Linked DNA regions of Drosophila melanogaster: region 2 is linked to region 1. A link is a contact called in public Hi-C data. All regions are on one chromosome and are shown on one strand. The core of a region is the stretch at or near the end of the contact, and the rest is flanking DNA. Distances in the headings are between cores, read along the strand shown. Region 1 overlaps Eip74EF (Ecdysone-induced protein 74EF). Region 2 overlaps Eip75B (Ecdysone-induced protein 75B).

Region 1 (2,930 bases), core at 150-2,649:
ATTACAAAATCGGATTAGCAAATGCAGAAAATCCGAATTCAGCAAATATCTCCCGTTCGCAGTGCAGCTGATGTGGTGTGGCCATATGGTCACTTGATAGCCACAGCCGAGTCCAATAGGTCGGGTCAAGGCCCAAGACTTGTTGCTGGGAAATTCGCGACAACGAGTCGTATACGTAATGCGGCTACCTAGAACTTGCTGCGCTAGCCGAAATTTCCGTTTTTGGGGCTGCGGTCTCGGATTCTTGGTAAACCAGCTGCAAAATGCAACGAAAGCCCACACCATTCCGCATTTAAATATATTTTGCTTTTACAATGAGGAAACTTATACTTAAATTTAAAAGTCTATTGATATACATGCCACTCTTTTCGAATAAATTACATTTTGAGGTTTAATCATGACAGCGCTTTTTCTTTTATAAAATTATAGTTGTAAACTTCCTGATTAGCAATTTAAACACAAAACAATTATCTTGACAATATCGGAGCAGAATTATAGTATTCACTACCAATTAGCACTTGTAACCCCCCAGAAAGGTTGGCGCGTGACCAAAAATGTTTATTTTTTCACGCATAGAAAGTGTTAATATAAACAGAAGCTACGAGAATTTAGACAATATTCGACTGGTAAACGAGAAAAAAAAAACTTGAAGTCAAAAATATAATATAGCCAAGCAGGAGCCATTTTTCATAAATTAGATATACTTTATAAAATACAAATATTAAACGAAATCGTTGATACTAAATTATGCAAATTAAAAAATGTTTCAAACCGACACATTTGTTTATAAAATTAAAAGAGTAATTGCCTGCTCAGAATGCGACATATCATTAACGTATCTCTTAAAACATAACCCAGTGCATAAAATAAAACGCATTACAAAATCTCATTTAGGCAATCGCAACAAATTAGAAAGGCATATAAAACCATCTTGTCGAGGGGCAAATGCGTCAATCTATATGCATATTATACCACACCATAAAACAAGTAAAAGTACTTAATGACAAATTAAAACGAAAGATTCAGCCGAAATAAAAACAAATCATCGGAAAGTATATATAGAATTACATTATATTTCCTTTTGTGCGATACGAGAAATTTTCGAGTATAGAGAAATAGCGGTCATAAAAAATGCAAAAAACAAACGAGCGCAGCAAAAACAGAAAAACAGAAAATCACACAGATCGCAACCGAGTCGCGTATCATTTCTTAATGCGGAAATATTGAAGAAGAATTTCTGTTGTCTATATAAATACGAATAATGTGCGTTTGTGTGTGGACTTGTATTAACTGCATATGTAGCCCTAATAAACACACATTTTCGTACGACAATGAGAAATTGCCTGATATGCATATGTCTCGCTGCCTGCGCCTGTGTGCGTAAACAATGAGAATCCCGTGTCCGTGTGAGCAGTGTGTCTTTGCTGGTGTGCGTTATCCGCGAGACCTTGAACTTGAGACTGAATTTCCAAAAAGCGCACACACACACATACGCGCGCACCGAAGAAGCGAGAGAACAACAACTGGCTTTTATTCTGGCCACCAATACACAGGCAGTCGTGAAAGCAGCGAAGTTGGCAGCGGCATAAAAGCCAAAATAAGGCGGCAGAACAGGAATTTAGAGAGCAGCAGAGAGCCGCCAAGAAAGAGAGAGAGAGGAAGAGAAAAAAGGGGAATGGGAATGGGAATGGGAACGGGAACGGGAATGGGACTGGGAATAATGGGGATCGTGCAAAAGCGAGGCAGACGGAACCCAAAAAAAATATATTTGTAGTACGTACACATAAAAAATTGGGGAAGAGACATTCACACCAACAACAAATACTACAATTGCCAAACAAACACATAAATTATAATATTTAAATATAGAACTTTTGCGTTGTTGTCGCCCGTTCCTGTTGATTTTGCTTTCGACTCTTTGTGCATTTTACTTTCGTCTGTCGCTGCTGCATTCGAATTAACTTGAATTTTGCTTTCTTCCACACCCATAATTCTGTTTGCTTTTTTCGCTTTTTGCACTGCCATAAATTGTATTATTATTATTATTGAAAATAAATAAAGAAATAAATACATATATCCCAGTTGGGGAACATTTTGATTCCGGTTTGGCGCATTATTGCGCCGCACAAGTGAAATTATCGATACAAAGCAATTTCTAGTGGCTGTCGTTTTTGGCTTCAGCTATTCGGGGAATTCGCCTGGCATCCGTCACTGGTATTTTTTAATGGTTTTTTGTTTTGCTAAATAGAATTTGAATATGTTTTTTGCGGGCTAACAATTGGGGCAAGGCTAGTTTTATGATTGATTATTAAAGGAAGGGCGCACATTTAATGTAAACAACATAAAAATGCATGATTAAATGTACTAGGAAGATTTGCAAATTGATTTCGGTATCTAGAAATCTTTAACGCCTTAACTGAACACAGAAAGTTAAAGATAGATATTTATCGAAAATAGTTAAAAAGTGAACTTTCATTTGGCCATAATATGCCTTCAGCTCGTTTCCCCCGTAATTCGATCGGCCAAAACCAAAGCAATAATTTCAGCCAACAACTCCCAAGTATACAGTTTCATTTGCCTACTTTCCACTGATTAATGTCAGATGAAAATACTGGATAGGTGATAAAGGCTGAGCTCAATAGGTAAATCCCCCTTCAGCTGGGCCCACACAGAAATCACTTTCCGTTTCTTACAAAACCGCCCACAACTCACAAGCTCACAAATGTCGGTTGTTGGGCACATCAAAAATAGGCCAATAACCAAAATGCCATAAACAATTACAAATTGTTGTTGCTGCTGCTGCTGCTGCTGATGGTGCTGGTGTGCAATTGTTATTGCTGTTGTGGGTCGGACAGACAGGCGGGCAGCTTCTACGGCTTTCGGAAATGCTATGAAAAATTGTAAACAAAACTCAAGCACCACGGATGACG
Region 2 (2,898 bases), core at 166-2,665, 390 kb before region 1:
TGGCAGGGGAAGACGGGGCACTTCCTGCGTGACAACAGGACAACAGCTGTACGTTGCACCTGCTACGCAATGCAGTGAAGTGTGTAATTGATGGGGCCCATAATTTTATGCTCAAGTTTAGGTTTAAGCACCGCTTACAAGGCCGAAAACTAACCGAATGTGTCCTTTTTCCAATTGCAGCTGTGCGTTTTGGACGCGTGCCGAAGCGCGAAAAGGCGCGTATCCTGGCGGCCATGCAACAGAGCACCCAGAATCGCGGCCAGCAGCGAGCCCTCGCCACCGAGCTGGATGACCAGCCACGCCTCCTCGCCGCCGTGCTGCGCGCCCACCTCGAGACCTGTGAGTTCACCAAGGAGAAGGTCTCGGCGATGCGGCAGCGGGCGCGGGATTGCCCCTCCTACTCCATGCCCACACTTCTGGTAAGTCTCACCCTAAGTTCCCAAAGTGGGAAATATAGATAGAAAATGTAAGAAACTATAATAGGATATTGTCAGATTTTTAGCGTGAGCAGCAAATCATTACAATATTATGGTTTTTTTTTTTAATTTATTACCATCCGGTCAAGTAGAACAAACAAGCATATATTGTGGAGATTTTACAACTCCATTTACAGAGACAATCATAAATAACCATTGGCCATAAAATTATGAAAATGTCTAGCAGCTGCCCTATGTAGACAATCAGTACGTTATTAATTGACCGCCAAAGGTTACGGCGTAGGCGAAGTCACATTTCCGGGCCGCCGACTTCTGTTGACATGCATAGATCAGCAAAACAATATCAACTAGCTAGTAACTGCTTTTTGCCTTTTGCTCACTAGCAACTGGCAACTGGCAACTTGGCTTACTGGTTACTGCCTACTGCCGGCGTTAGTCATGCGCCAAGGTGAACCTGTTTGCACGATTCTAAACCAGGAAATCGAGCGCCACACGTAGACGCGTCTACGAGCCACTCTTTTCAGAGTCTTCGCTCTTCGGCGATTCTTGCGGGGCCTCCAAACGTGGCCATTGAAGTGGCAAGTTTGGGGTCAAGTTCTTGACGAAAAGCTTGTCAATGTCAGATTTATGACGTTTCCCCTGACAGCTAAATGATGAATGCTATGAATGCTAGCTATCGTTTATTTCTGTGATTACTTTGTAAATTCCATAAAGTGTTTATTTTACAATCGACGTCACTTGGTTTTTTTTTTTTTGTGGCCAAATAGATCGTGGTGGAGAATAGAGGAAGTACAGATTCGGCGCTGTAAATAATAGCCCAAAAAAATCATTTCACATACCATAACCAAAAGCGATAAAGAAAAGTGCTATATAACAAAAAAAAAACGTGTCCCGGCTCTCGGCAACAACAAAGTACGCAAACAAAGTTCTAAAGCTCAAGGTCAAGCGTAGCGTCATTATTAATGAAAGCACACACACACAAGCATCGGCTGCTATCACGGTGGGAAAGAGAGGGATAGCACAGGATTAGAGAGAGACCAAGCGAGCTGGCCAGACACATGCGTTGTCCATTTAAATAAATTATTATTAAAATATTTAAAAGCGACACGAGCACAACGAAAAATGGGAAAAACATTGGCACAAAGTCAGAGTCAAGTGCAAGGCTAAAAAAGTTAAAATTTGATTTGGTGTTTGGGGAGGAAAGAAAGGAAATCAAATGCGATCGACAAGTTTAAGAAGTACTATGTGTAGTATAGAACAGCGACCTTGGAGCAAGTTATTTTTTAACCTTGGAGTGAGCGAAATGAGCGGATCCGCTTCCCTCTCTTTCTCTGTTTGCAGTTCATATTTTCCACTATATATGAGTAAACAATAATGGCACAAAAAATATGCATAAAATGTCATGAGTATGAGGAAGCGAATGCCAGACAAACGGCGTCACAAAACTGCAATACACATATATACATATCTATGTACATGTATGCACAGATACAGATACAGTGAGAGCAATCTGTAAAATTGTCAGGTGGTTCATTTAGACAGCGTCGTAATATGCAAAATGTCAGCAATTCAGTTTATGACGGAAGGCGGAAGATTCGCCGGCGGTGCAAGGTGAGGCTAAGGCGCTACGATCTCGGTGAAATTCGGAATTCGGAACCGAAATAGAAATTCCTCTAGCGAAACGATTAGCCCTAAAGATTATTCAATCTGTGGCTGTCCATATCAGCCGGTACATGAGTTCTGCGAATTATTTTTGGCAAAAACTCAAGGCCACACTAACGCCAATTGAAGGTCGAATCGAATCGGATGGGATGTTATGGGATCTTGTGATATGTCAGGAAAGGCAATTCGGGTAGCGGGAGTCGAGTCATAAATAGCCCCCCCACACAACACACTCATTAGTATTTTTCGCAAACTATTTCCGCTTTTGCGCAGATGAGAAATATTTTCGTGGCGGAAAATCAAATGATACGACGACGTCAAAGCGCCGGCAAAAAGAAAATGTGGCGAAAATCAGTTTGCCGGTTGCCGGCTGCTATTTTCCCTCTCTCTTTCGTGCGAGCGCGTTTCTATGGCATTCTTTTTTTTATGTTTCTGCGCGAAGAAAACACATTTTCAAGGTTAATCAAACGAAAATCGAATCAGAAAAGAGATTCGGCGGCAGACAGCACAACGTGTGCTTATTGAAACAGAACGTAGCAAGTAAAAAGCGAGAAGCACACATGAAAGAAATCAAACGTAAATTAAAATCCAAGTCGCTGAAAACAATGGTGGGCAGATGATGATGATAGATGGCACGGGGAGGGGGTGGTTGGGCGTGGGGTGGCACGTTCGCTGTCTGGGGCACTTGGCGCATGTTCGTGTAACTCAAAACCCGGAAAGCCAAATGGCGAAATAACATGCACATTCGCTCGGCTTAGACGCTGAGCAATTCCCACACCCCGCCCCTTTTTTTCCACCT

The links. Hi-C and Micro-C count contacts between places; a contact is called where the count stands out from the background.
Region 2: a contact with region 1 is called in a Hi-C map of the Kc167 cell line, with 5 times the contacts expected there. A contact is called at or near these places in 5 of 107 Hi-C or Micro-C datasets (the Kc167 cell line, the S2 cell line, embryo and 2 more).

The regions. Positions count from the first base shown.
Region 1 is chr3L:17,568,835-17,571,764 of dm6, reverse strand. The region is part of intron 5 of Eip74EF (Ecdysone-induced protein 74EF); the gene reads left to right. Among named protein-coding and RNA genes, the nearest start is that of CycT, 13 kb to the right of the region's middle.
Region 2 is chr3L:17,956,903-17,959,800 of dm6, reverse strand. Eip75B (Ecdysone-induced protein 75B) reads left to right here. Exons shown (of 8, transcript NM_001259893.2): 6 at 181-419. Among named protein-coding and RNA genes, the nearest start is that of lncRNA:CR45393, 11 kb to the right of the region's middle.